2 separate regions of the Mus musculus genome follow, and region 2 is linked to region 1. A link is a contact called in public ChIA-PET data. All regions are on one chromosome and are shown on one strand. The core of a region is the stretch at or near the end of the contact, and the rest is flanking DNA. Distances in the headings are between cores, read along the strand shown. Region 1 overlaps Rbms1 (RNA binding motif, single stranded interacting protein 1). Region 2 overlaps Rbms1 (RNA binding motif, single stranded interacting protein 1).

The links. ChIA-PET counts read pairs in DNA pulled down with a chosen protein or histone mark.
Region 2: a contact with region 1 is called in an RNA polymerase II ChIA-PET map of effector CD8 T cells, with 6 read pairs. The contact joins two enhancer-like sites. A contact is called at or near these places in 1 of 15 datasets of contacts at CTCF or cohesin (CD8 T cells), 2 of 484 Hi-C or Micro-C datasets (CD8 T cells and uterus) and 2 of 115 datasets of contacts at active chromatin or transcription factors (CD8 T cells and effector CD8 T cells).

What each region holds. Positions count from the first base shown.
Region 1 is chr2:60,749,646-60,756,241 of GRCm38.p6, reverse strand. Rbms1 (RNA binding motif, single stranded interacting protein 1) reads left to right here. Exons shown (of 14, transcript NM_001141931.1): 12 at 746-826; 13 at 2,428-2,512; 14 at 3,260-4,289. The coding sequence ends at 2,505. Among named protein-coding and RNA genes, the nearest start is that of Gm33436, 60 kb to the right of the region's middle. Within about 2 kb of position 4,656, at least 18 of the 459 cell types and tissues checked have an H3K27ac peak or open chromatin away from gene starts, as enhancers often do. A contact at or near this core is called in effector CD8 T cells, where this site is marked.
Region 2 is chr2:60,842,187-60,848,740 of GRCm38.p6, reverse strand. Rbms1 (RNA binding motif, single stranded interacting protein 1) reads left to right here. Exons shown (of 14, transcript NM_001141931.1): 2 at 6,269-6,444. Among named protein-coding and RNA genes, the nearest start is that of Rbms1, 36 kb to the left of the region's middle. Within about 2 kb of position 3,235, at least 28 of the 459 cell types and tissues checked have an H3K27ac peak or open chromatin away from gene starts, as enhancers often do. A contact at or near this core is called in effector CD8 T cells, where this site is marked.

The DNA.
Region 1 (6,596 bases), core at 3,407-5,906:
TCTCTGGATCCCTCTTGCTCACACACACAGCACCCACACATACCCGGGTCTAGCTTTTATAACCCATGTTACAAGGTTGGGTTATAAGGCTGAGTTAATACTAGGCCAGCTGGCAGCTTGGCATTTGTAGAGTGTAGAATGTAAAAGATGGACGAAGGCATTCAGCACAGCCTGTGGCTGTAAAAGGCAAAAGGCCCTGGGTTTTCCCTCTTATTCTGAAAACCAGCCACAGCTTCTCATGAAAGTGAATCCAGAACAATACACAGCCCAGAAGCAGGCCCCAAGCCCCAGCTGCCTTCGGGAAATGAGACTGCTGGAATTGACTAAGAATGGCTCCCTGGCCTCATCCCTAGTTCCTTTCAGGTCTCTCCCTGCACAGACAGTATGCGGTCTCAACTCAGGGAGTGACCAGAAAATAGCATGGCCACTTGAGGAGAGATTTTTATGATACATTGACACTACTAAATTACTGCAGATGAGAAACATTAATGACCTTCACATGGGCAAGTTTTTTTGTTGTTGATAAATTCAAAGAAACATGGGGTTTTCAGTTTGATGAGTTGAAAGCATTTTCCTTTGCCTTTCAGAAGATGTATACAGTAGTCAAGCTTTAAGGGCTGTCCATAGAGATGCATTCTTTGAGCCTTCTAAGTACTTTATATCCATCCCAGTTCCCCCACCACCCCAGTAACCTGACCTTTGCATGGCCTGCCTCTGCATAACCTGACCACCTTCTCCTTTTCAGTACATGCCTGCAACATCAGCCATGCAAGGAGCCTACTTGCCACAGTATACACACATGCAGACCGCGGCGGTGCCCGTTGAGGTTGGTATAGAGATTCCGAGTGGCCCCTGTGGCAGTGGGTACTTTTACATTTGAGTCACTTAAATAGAACAACAACAACAACAACAAAAAGTTATCAAGAATCAAATACTTTATCAAGGCACAGTGGCACATGCCTGTTATCCTAGCACCAGAGAGCCAAAGCAAGAGGACCGACAGGTTCGGGCCAGCTTAGCCTACCTGCATAGCTAGACCATCCTTCAGAAAAGGAAAACCAAACAAAAGTAAAGAAATGTGTGTAGAAAGAGTATGCACTTTGTATTATTTTGGAACTGTAACATACTCTCCCTATGCAAATTAGTATTACAACATCCAGACCACATACCTTTCCAATCTTGTAGCACATTCCATGCCACTTCAAGGCCTGACTTGTTCCCCCAAAATGATAGTTATAGGCACATTAAAGTAAAGTTGGAGTTTGCAGTTCTAGTCCTAAAGATTGAATCAGTGATAATAATTACAGAAAGAAATAATTCAGATACTGGAAAAAAAGGAAAACCTTGCATTTCTAAATTGTTAACAAGCATGCAAAAGCCATACCTGTTTCTATGGCTGACTACTCGTCATTATTATTTTAGAATATATTGTATTTGAAGAAGTCTGATGCCTACATTATGGTTAGACAGGAAGCACAGCAGTTACCTGCAGAACATCCTCAAGAGTCCAGGGAAGATATCAGTTCAGTTATCTTACCTGCTGAGCATCCTCCAGAGCCCAGGGAAGTTATCAGTCCAGTTATCTTACCTAGGAGGCAGAGCCCAGAGGATCCTGAGAATTGTGGTTGTATTGTTTACATGATCATATAGCTCTGAACAACAACTGCCTGAACTCACAGCTTTTGATATATGAAGCCTCCATAACAGGGGAAAACAATAATTTTCTTTGTAACTGCTTCAGCAAAGCCTGACTTACGGCTTTTCAAATGCAACTTGAACTGAGACAAGGCAAAATATCCAAAGGTCTTTGTTTCTTGGTTTTATTACTCTTATTTTAGTAAAGGTCCAGTCATGGCCTCTTACATGCCAGGCAAATTGTTATGCCACTGAGCTATGTCCATGACCCTTTTAAAGTCATGACCTCACTCTGCAAGCCAGGCAGGCTGTGAACCCTTCTGCCTTCCGTTTCAAGTCACTGAGGTTACATACCCTGCACTGCAGGCCCCAATTCCATTTGCTGAGTTGATTGACATTTTTCTGCATATAAGTATTGAGATTGTGAGGTATAGCTGATGCCTTCCGGGGGGGGGGGGGGTGGGCCTACGACACACAACATATGCACCCTGTGTCTTGGACTCTAAAATCTGAAAATAACTGAATTTTAAACTTTATGTGGCTCCAAGGAGACGAAGCCAAGAGATTTCTTTGATCAATATTTAAGTTAAACATTTGGACGGGAGGTTCTTGGGGTCTGTCATATTTCATCTGCATTAAGGCAATGATTAGCCTTTAAAAGCTCTATTTGACTTTGAAGGAATTCACTTTGAAGAATGTTTGTATTTAAGGTGTATGTCCTTGGACTCAGGCCTTAGCAGCAGAGTTAAGATTTCATTGCTAACATGTCTCATGCATTCTGCTCTGTTGTAGGAAGCAAGTGGCCAGCAGCAGGTGGCTGTGGAGACGTCTAATGACCATTCTCCATATACCTTTCCACCCAATAAGTAACTGTGAGGTATGAGGGCAAAGTCTGTAACTGCAGAGCTCAAATGAAGCAGTCTGGGGTACTGTTATCAAACGATGCTTAGAATAATTCAGATCCAATGTGTTTATGGATTTGTAGATTCTGTCTAGATAACTAATGATGCTTATATTGAAATAAAATATGTTTTTCTCTACCTCAAAATTCATAAAAATCTAAGGCATCATAGAACATACTGGGTCCCAAAATTGCCCTGTACTAGAAGCATCTTATATCACATTGCTTAAATACTGACTAAGGAAGATAAAGCGTTAAGATGTTGCCTAATCAAGTCTCACAAGGTCAGCAACATCTCGGCTATGAATTCAGATTATTAGCCTCCTTGGAGCAAAAGATGACATTACCAGCTCTCACTGGAGTCACACATTTCAAACTTCACTCTGTCACGCGTATCTTAGTCAAACAACTATACGTAATCCAGCTGCTGGATTGTCTGGTAACAAACAGTATGTGTTGTTTGTTGATCTCACCAAGTCACCCTTTGAGACCCATGTGGAGTTGGCTGGGACTCCCTTGAGGAAGGAACTATTTTGCAAGTCCCAAATTTGAAAGGTAGACTCAAGAAATTGAAAGCAGTCCCCAGGTCCCCAGTTTATGTCCCTTCGTCTGGTACCGTGGATGGGCACACAGCCTTCATCTCTTTAAGACAAAAGATGACGAAGCACTGCCACTTGGTTATTAAATCAGCAAAGACATTGGTCTTTTATCTTTCTTTTCCAGATGTACCGAAGGGAGTTCTTACCTGAAGAAGGGTGTGAAGGCTGAACAATCATGGATTTTTCTGATCAATTGTGCTTTAGGAAATTATTGACAGTTTTGCACAGGTTCTTGAAAACGTTATTTATAATGAAATCAACTAAAACTATTTTTGCTATAAGTTCTATAAGGTGCATAAAACCCTTAAATTCATCTAGTAGCTGTTCCCCTGAACAGGTTTATTTTAGTAAAAAACAAAAACAAAACGAAAAAAAAAAAAAAAAACGGAAAAAAAATCAAAGATTTTTATCAAATATAATGATGCAAAAAAAGAAAAAGAAAAAAAAAGAGAAAAAGAAAACTTCAATTTTCTGGGTATGCACAAAGACCACGAAGACTTATCCAAGTGCATGACCGGATTTTTGTGGTTTTGTTCATTTTGTGTTTAATTTGTCTTTTTTTTTTCAGCTGTATGAAATGGGCTTTCTGAAGTTTCAATTGTCCGACTTCACCCATGGTGTCCCGTGCTTGCGAGTGTCGCAGTAACTCAGTGTTGGCCTCACTGTCTTTGCTTAGCTCTCCGTTTTTTTCTTTCGACGTAGTGTGAAGTGTCTTATCCTTTTCTATGAATTCCAATTTGCCTTAACTCTTTTGATGCTGTAGCTGTTTCAGTAAAGTTAGTTCAACCTAATGATGTAGAATGCTTTGACCAAATGGGCTGGTCTAGTGCACCTTGTAAGCAGCAGCCTAGGGCTTTTAAAAGGTAGTCAATAAAAGTTGCTGAAATTTTGGCTTTTTTAAATATGTAGTAGGTGTTTTTAATGATTTTTCACATAGCGTGTAAGGTAGTGAAGTGCAAGGAGGGAAAACTGTTTTGTGTGAAACACATTTTCTGACTGGGGGGACTTTTAATAGGGTAAATTGTTTATAAGGCTGTACACTAACAGTTTCCCCTAATAGTGTGACTGATTTAGGATATCTGCTGTATGATGCAATGTAAAGTCTTTTTTGCCTTTTTTTCAGGAAGAAAAAAAAATAAAACTTAACGATGTTCTAGGTTTAGTGTAGGTAGCTGCGGGGATGGGGCGGGGGCGGGGGGCGGGGGAGGGGAGTCACCGAATGTTTTGTCCTTTATACTAACATAGTGCTTTAGAAAGAGAACCACGCTTGAGATCTGAGAAACCGATGGCGGGGGGGAAAATGGGGTTGCTGTTGAAACTAGATGGTGAAAGCTAAAAGTAAGGATTTCTCTTCAAACCTAAGCTGAGATATGACCAGAAGGAAAACGATTGGCTACGAGCTCTCTCTCTCTCTCTCCTTCTCCCCACCCCCCTCTCTCTCTTCCCCCCACCCCTCTCTCACTCTCATTCTCTATTAGGTAAATTTGAAAAACTAAACAAACAAACAAACAAATGACTTGGCACTTTTAAAGGTAACTTCACCAAAGACCGACGAGCCAGTAGCCAGCAGCTCCACCTATCTCAGCGTCACATCCTGTCTGTCCTTTCTTTTTTGCCGGACCAGTTTGCGGTTAGGAGAATGTGCCTTTTTTGTACCTTCGCATTAGGTTTTATAATTTTAACTGATGTATGGACTCACAGAGACAAAATTTAAAAAATTTAAAAATTAAAAAAAAAAAAAAAAAAAAGCAAGCATGAAGGAAGATTTGAATCCAGGCAGTGCCGCCCTCTGACGTCATCACTACAGGTGTTTGCGTGGAAAGAAAACCAACTTTGAAACTATGAAATTCCTGATTCATAAATACAGTTATTTCTACTTTAGTACATACAAGATAACTCACTGTTATTAACACTCTTTTTTATTAAGGCAGTTGCATACGTTTTCAAAAGCAATGGTGAATTAAGTTGTCTTCCAAAACTGTGTACTTGTCTGGTCAGCTGTACGTGATCAGTTATCTACCTCAGAGGCTATTTTTCTTTTGTGCTGGGACAGGTTGCTGGCCCTCCCTGTTTCCACCGACCAAATCCTCCTAGCTCAGGAGCTAGGGCTAAGCAGTTACTTCTTTTGAGTATTTTTTAGTTCTTAAATTTTATTGCTTGTATTTGATGATAGATGTCAGCGACATTTCATAGTTTCAAAAATCCTTGCTGCTCTGAAAGTGTAGATTCTAGTGAAAATTACATAGTCATAAGAGAAATGTGGGGTTTTTTGTTTTTGTTCTTGTTCTTGGTTTTGGTTTTGTTTCTGTTTTTGTTTTTTTTAAGTTGTGGTATTATTGGTTTTATGCTCCCTAAAACTTGTGCTTTGTGAAGTCCAGACTGAAGGCAGCACACCCTCCGTGGATCGAGTATGTTGATCAGCCCAAGACTCTCACTACTTGATATTTTTTTCCATTAGTTAAGACAGAAAGTTGATAGCTCAGTCAGTAGGGGAGGGGAGATCTGCTGCTAGGTATGTCTGAACTAAGTGCCATACTCGTCTGGGTCAGATTTGGGAAACAACCTCTGTACATATAAAAGAAAAAAAATGTCAGTTAAACATCACATAGTAGACAGCCATTAAATTATAAAAAAAATTAATTTATGAAGAAAGACCTTTTGTACAGATTGAAAAAAAAGATTTTCATAGAGATATCTATATGATCAAGAGAGTTAATTTTTTATTTTTGTTCTACTAGTGCTACATACTTGCCAGTGGTGACTTATTTACCGGTTCAAGATGACTCTGTAGTTTTCTTTCCTAGGACTTGTTAAACGCCAAAAGACATTTTTGAACTGTACATTTGATCAGATTGTTAGCTTTTTCTGTTTTATTTCTTTTGAGAACCTTTGAATAAAAACATCTGAAACTTTCTTCTTCCTGTCGGTTTTTTGAAAGTAGATGGAAGTCACACATCAAAATGTCACCTCACCTCTGACCTCGCTCGTCAGCTCAGTAGGCTGGTTCAGAATTGAGTTGAAAATTAGGTCAGATTCCATATGGACAGAAAATTCCATTTTCTTGAAAAAAAATAAGAAACCTTTCCACTCCTGTGTTGCTACTTGTTTAAATCTGTGCTATGACCTTAGATATCTATTACATATCACCTGGCCCTAAGTCCAGCCCGAACTACCCCACTCATGGTCTGCTTTGGAGCTTCTGGTTCTTTTGTGGTATTGGCAACAGTCCTTGGCCTCAGACATCCTAGGTGGTGCTCTTGCATTAATTACCCATTGCTTGGAACAAAATAAAGACATTTTCCTATTTGCAGCCAGCACTAATATGTCAAAATAACCTTATATTAAACCACAGCCTTTTAAAAGTGGGTTCTTTGTTCACAATTGGAGGCACCCATGATGCACTTGGGGGATGGGGATGGGACCTCTCTTTTCCCTCCCTGACTTGCTTTATTGAAGGCATA
Region 2 (6,554 bases), core at 1,986-4,485, 94 kb before region 1:
TGTCATTACATAACTCTTTCTCATGAAGATGTGACAGTGTACTATTTCCTCATGTTCCATAAGGTCTCTCTGCTCTGAGGAGCAGTAGAGAAAAGGGAAGTAGTTGGTGTTTGAGTGGCGGTGATAAATGTGTTATACGCATGTGCCTGGGGACTAAAGAGGGGCCAGTTATAACCTTTTAAATTTAGGGTGGGCATTCTAACATAGTCTGTCAACAGGGTAGTCTTAAAGGAGATTGGAGGCAACTCGGAAGATACATCCTATGTGTCTTTTTTCTCTAAAATATACTAGAATTCTTAGGGAGGTCCCTATGTAAAACCATGAGATGGGGATGGGCGTTCTTTAGCTTATTAGTGATAGAAGGGAAAGGAGACAGGTCAAAATAGCAAGTCTTTAGCTGTAATGGGCTTGGCTGAATTACTGTCTATAACAATGACCTGGTGACTAGTTGGTTTTAGTTCACATACAGTTTGTTTTACTTTTTCCATAAAGGCCTTGCGTTGATGTAGAAGACATGCCTGGTACTGTTTACAGGAGATAAGATGCTGAAGGCAGAACCTTGGTTACCTTTGGCCTGCTGCCGATCTGTGAGTGAAAAAATCTGAGAGTCTTCATGGCAGGGTAGACATCACTGCCTGTGCAGGAAGTGCTCTCTGAATGCCGACCACAGGAATCCCATAAAACTGTGCATATAGGAAGCTCTCCTGAGTACCAACAAGAACTTCTGATGTCATCTGTTCATGGAGAGAGGGAGATAGAGAGAGGGAGAGGGAGATGGAGAGAGAGATTGAGAAAGAGAGAGAGAGGAGGAGGAGGAGGAAGAGAAGGAGGGGGAGAGAGAGAGAGAGTAAACATAATATAAACATAAACATTTTTGAAGAGGGCATCTTAATTGAGAAAATGCTCCTGTAAGAATGGCTGATAGGCAAGTTTATAGAACATTTTCTTAATTACTGATTGATATGGGAAGTCCCAGTCCATTGTGGGCCATACCACCCCAGGGCAGGTGCTCCTGGGGTGTAAAAGAAAGCAGGCTGAGTAAGCCAGGAGGAGCTAGCCAGTAAGCAGCATTCCTTTATGGTCTTTGTATCAGCTTCTGCCTTAAGTTCTTGCTCTAACTTCCGTAGACGATGGACTACGAGGTGTAAGATGAAATAAAGCCTTTCCTGCCCAAGTTGCCTTTGGTCATGGTGTTTTTATCACAGCAGTAGAAACCCTAACTACTATTCACATTAAGCTCAGGTAAATGCGACCATGAAACTCTATTACCTTGTTTTCCCTACCCACTGGAGAGATAAGAATTGTGGCCTGTTCATGGAACTTCAGCCAGTGAAAATCTAGAGAAGCCTCAGACAGACATTGGGCTCTTCGGGGCTGACTGGGTCCTAACTATGGCCTGGGATCCCTGATTGGATGATGGATTTAAACTGCTTTGCGCACAGGGTGTCTTCATGTTGCAAAGCACTCGATGGATTTTCCCAGGTAGATTGTTGATGGTCAGTCAGTGACAGAACAGCCTGGTTGAAGTTGTCCCTCATGACTGTATTTTATTTTTTTTAAGTAAGTTTCCATTTGTGCCATCTAGGCACATACTCTGACTATAAGTCTAGTCACTTGAGATTTATCAAGTTCTAAAGCTGTAGTTAAAGACTCAATCAGTGTTTGAGTTTGTTTTAATTCTATTTACAAGTGAAGGTTTAATTTTGCCCTACTTCATGTCAAACATTAAAATTCTGACTGCAGTTTCCAGCGTTATCCCATGGTAGCTTTCAGAAGGCATGTCCAGAGTTCATTCTCTCACTTTTAATAATCTTAATGAGATCAATGACTTATTTACTTCCATCAAATTATTTTAACTGATATATTAAAATATACAATTGTACATGTTAATGGGGTATTGTGATATTTCCATAAATGTATTACCCATTGTATAAATCAGGATAAACCTCTCTCCTCAAAAATTATTTCTTCATGTTGAAAACTTTCAAAATCCTTTCTACCTTTTGAAACATTCAGTCCATTCACGTTATCAGCACTTGTGCTGGTACAGAATAAATAGCACACTGAACCCTCTCACTCCTGCTGACCACTGACTTGGCATGGTTTGATAAACCTATTCACAGCCCCCTCCCCTCTACTCTTCATAGTCTCTGCAGTCACTATTGTACTCCCAACTTGTACCAGATTGGCTGTTTTAGATTTTATGTATGATGGACATCATTTCTGTGTATTTCTCTTAACATATAACCTCTAATTCTATCCATGATGGTGTAACACAGAGTCAGTTTTCATGGCTAAATAATATTCCACTGCATCTAATTGCAGTGTAATGTAAGCATTTTCCTGGCCTATCCATCACTTGATGGACATTTAGTTTGTTACCACTTGTTGGGGTTTGTGAACGGTTGCTGATACAATCAAGGAAGTGTAGGTGTTGCTCCGACACACTGGTTTCAAGTCCCTTTAGATATAGTGTGATTATTGGGTCATGATAGCTCTCTTTTTGTTTATGTTTTTTTGTTGTTTTATTGAATCTTACTATATATAGCCCAGACTGGTCTCAAATTTTCAATCCCCCTGCCTCAGGCTCCCAAGTGCTGGGATTATAGATGCTAGACTATTGTTTGTAACTTTTAAAAGAACCTCTGTAATGTTTTCCATTGTGGCTGTCAAAATTCATTCATTTTGCTGGGTGTAGTGGTGCAGACCTTCAACCCCTGTGCCTGGGAGGCCCAGTGATTATGAATTTGAGGCCAGACTGGGGCTACGTAGCAAGACCCTGTTTCACAAAAAACAAAAGATTCATCCCTTTATCCTTTCTTGTCGAATGTGCAGTTGAACCCAACTGCATGCATGCCAAGCTGTCACCTCTTCTCTCACTCTCAGAACCTTTCTTTAACAGGACAATTTAAAAGCAGAATTTATTTAATCCTTTTCAAACTAATGTTTTTTTTTTTTTTTTTTTTTTTTTTTACCTCCACTAGTTCACCGCGTGCTAATTAGACTAATCCAGAGGCACCTTTGGCTCTGGTGTAACAGCTGGTGGTACAAAGAGTCACACTGCAAAGTAGCAAGAACTTGGTAATTAGGTTGCAAGAGGATGGGCAGAGCCAATGAAGGAAAGCAGTTTGGCACATTGAAGAGATGGGAGGTGTTGGGAGGCCACTTAGGGTGTTGAAGGTTCTGACTTTGTTATCTGGCATATCTCAGTTCAAACCGCAGCCCTGCCCAGACTTACTGTGTGTCATTGCACAGTAGTTAAGTGCTCCTAAGACAGTTTCCTAATCTGTACACTGAGAGTACAGTGCTGTACCTGTTTATTGAGTGAGACAGAAAGCAGGACACGGGGCACACAAAACATGCAACACTTAGCAAATCGGCACCCATTTATGCTTAGTACCCAGGCTGTTTAGACCATTCTCAATCCTTCCTGGATGTTTAGGAGTGAAGTCTCTATTGTTTGGGGGATTTTTGTCCTTAAACATGTACTGTTCTCCATAGGGGTTACATTTTTAGACCCAGTGACCTTGTGTGTGTGTGTTGTGGGGGTGGGGGGTGGGGATATGGGGCCACTTAGGGGACATGGGGGTGGGGGTTGTCACTGAACACAGATTCTCGTGCATGTCTACTACTGAGCTGTAGTCCCTGCTCAGACTTGCTGAGTTCTAAAAAGGTAATCTTTAATCTAAAATTTTCTATACCTTTTTTTTCCCTGACTGAAATCTTTAGTTCTCTCTCAGGCATCCTTCTCTGTCTTGCGATACTTCTGGGAAGCCTTGTGATTTGGGTAAAGTTTAACTTGAACTTTGCATTGTAGAGGAGTCAGCATCCTTGTGGTCCTCATGGGAATTTGGGACCCTCGTGCCCTTCTTGGAATCTGAACTCTAGAAGGTCCTGTGCCCGGACATGCAGCCCAGCAGGAAGATCAAGGTTCCCCACCTGCTTCCCTCTGTGGCAAACTATGGTTATTATAAATATGGATGCCTATCAAGCGTCATACTGTAAATCACTTATAAATTTAGAAGTACAAATCATGGATCTTTTCCATCAATAATATATAAATAAATTAAAATCTATTTTTAATTCTAAGTCCCCAAATTAATGATAACCCATATGTTCTAATCAGAACAAGTCCACACCCAAAATGCCCCCAACTCAGAACCAGATAAGATCAGGGATAGCATGGACCCAACTTGGATTGAAATGCAGTGTTTAGAAAGTCTGTGGTTGGTGTCCCTGCTGTAGTTTTGCAAATAGGTTAGGAGCTGGGAAGGCCCCAAACCGCAGCCCTTTTCTACTACTTCTCCTGATGTCATCCCTGGTGTCACATATAATTATTTTACCTAAGACTCTGCCTGTTAGGCAAATGTTCTACCTCTGACTACAGCCTAGCTCTTCATTCCTGATTTTGTTCAATAGCCAGCATCTTCTATCCTGCCATTCTATCCTTCTATCTATACCAATTGCCTTGTGCTCTGGGATGGTATCTTGGGCACTGATTACATGACATTTAAGAGAACATGTGGTCTTACCTACTTCTGTCTATGGTTACCATTTCTTTGACAGTCAGAGGCTTGGTAGATGGGGGCTAATGAGTGTACCTGTCTAGATCTCAGTTTAACTATGAGAAGAAAAGAGAATGGATACATGGAGATACTGAGACTTGAGTAAAGAAGAACAGAGTTTTGTGTGACATCTGTGGCATAACAGGAGACAGGGCCAGGTGGTTTTATACCTAGAAACCAGTGCCTATAGTCCATAGATTATAGACACAGCATGTGAATTTACTTGCCCCTGAAAGCTATAAAGCATGGGTTGGAAGGATAGAATCTCAGGCAGGGCAGTTTGGGTTTTAGATTAAGCAATAACAATATTCCTAACTCAAGTTCAGCTCTTATGAAGTAGAATTTCCTCATCCTTTGATCAGTTTTTCCAAGTACTCTCCTTCTGAAAGAGTCTCTTTAGATGAAGTAGTATTTGAGTGACAACGTAGCAGGGACCCTGAACGGAGAGGGACGAAGGTAAAGGACCAGAAGAAAGAGTTACTGAGTTCTCAGCTTGTTAAGATGTTGTGGAATTAGCATGTTCATGGCAGAAGCTAGGCACAGACCATGATGTCTACAGTGGGCATCTGAAATTGCTGGCAAGATACATGAGAGTTGTATATGTTGACTGTTCACATTTTCTGCTGTGGAGTTTAATTTTTCTTCCATATGCCTTATGGAATACATTTTTGTCTGTAGTAGTAAATGTCTGACATCAATATTTGAAATCTTTGTTGCATGTCTGGCAAGTATTTAGGTTTTTGTATGTTCAAACTGTTGTGTAACTGCTATTCTTGGCTTAATATATTTACTACTTAATATATTTCATATTTATAGAAAATATGAAGGAGACTACTTCCTGCTCCTGCGGCACATTGGCTGTGAGGACAGTTTGGGTCCACCTCACTGTCATTGGGCTGAGCCCTTTAACTTCCTCAAAAGTCTTGTGTGGGGCCTAGGGTCAGAGAGCTGTGGTTTCCCTCCACCAGCTCGCGCTCAGAGCAGCAGTATCTGGTGTGCATACTTCAGACACTCTTCCTAGGTGGCTGCTGACTGGAGAGCCAAGCCTGAGAAACCCTTAGCTGCAGGCTTTACAAGATGCCCTCTTGGGAAGGTTTCCAACTGCCACAGCTTTCTCACAGGGGTTAAATTTCACAAGGTCAGCCAGAGTGAAGCATCGTGCAGTGAATCTCATCCAGATGTCTCCATGAAGCCACAGATCTAGCTTAGAAGTGAGAGGCTCTGGGTGAAGCTCTAACTTTCTGACATTTTAAGAGTAGTCTCCTTTTAAAGAGTACTTTAAATAATCAGCTACTTTCAATCAAATAGTCTTCAGAATCTGAAGGCTTTTCAAAAGCCTGGTGATTTCTAAACTAGTGTATATTAAGATGACAACAGTATCATGTGACCTCATGCAAGTTAATTTTGAGCCTCAGGAGATGTGTTCCTTAAAATGTCTGAATAAATTGATTATCCATAAATTCATCCACATTTCAGATATTGATGAGTAAAATTCTTTTATTTCATATTGAGAGTTTTTTGAGTTGTTTGTCTAAAGATGAATAGATATTTTTTCACCTGTAAGTTAAATTTTAGATCACAGTAGCTGAGGATAATCTGTGTTTAATTTTGCTGTCTTTATTCTATTTGGTAGCTCACATAGCCTCTGAGTGGTGCTTGATCCCTTACTTTTGCTCTGACACTCCCTGGTTTTTGTTTTGCAGCAGTCTCTGGTCCCAGCACACCCCATGGCCCCACCCAGTCCCAGCACCACCAGCAGTAATAACAACAGTAGCAGCAGTAGCAACTCAGGATGGGATCAGCTGAGCAAGACAAACCTCTACATCCGAGGCCTGCCCCCCAATACCACTGATCAAGACCTGGTGAAGCTCTGCCAACCGTGAGTATAATTGCTTTGCCTTAGCTGCCAAGACTTCCTTGATCATAGCCAAAGAGAATGTAGGTTATGTTAAAGGAGAGGTGCATAAAATAAATATATATGAAAATATC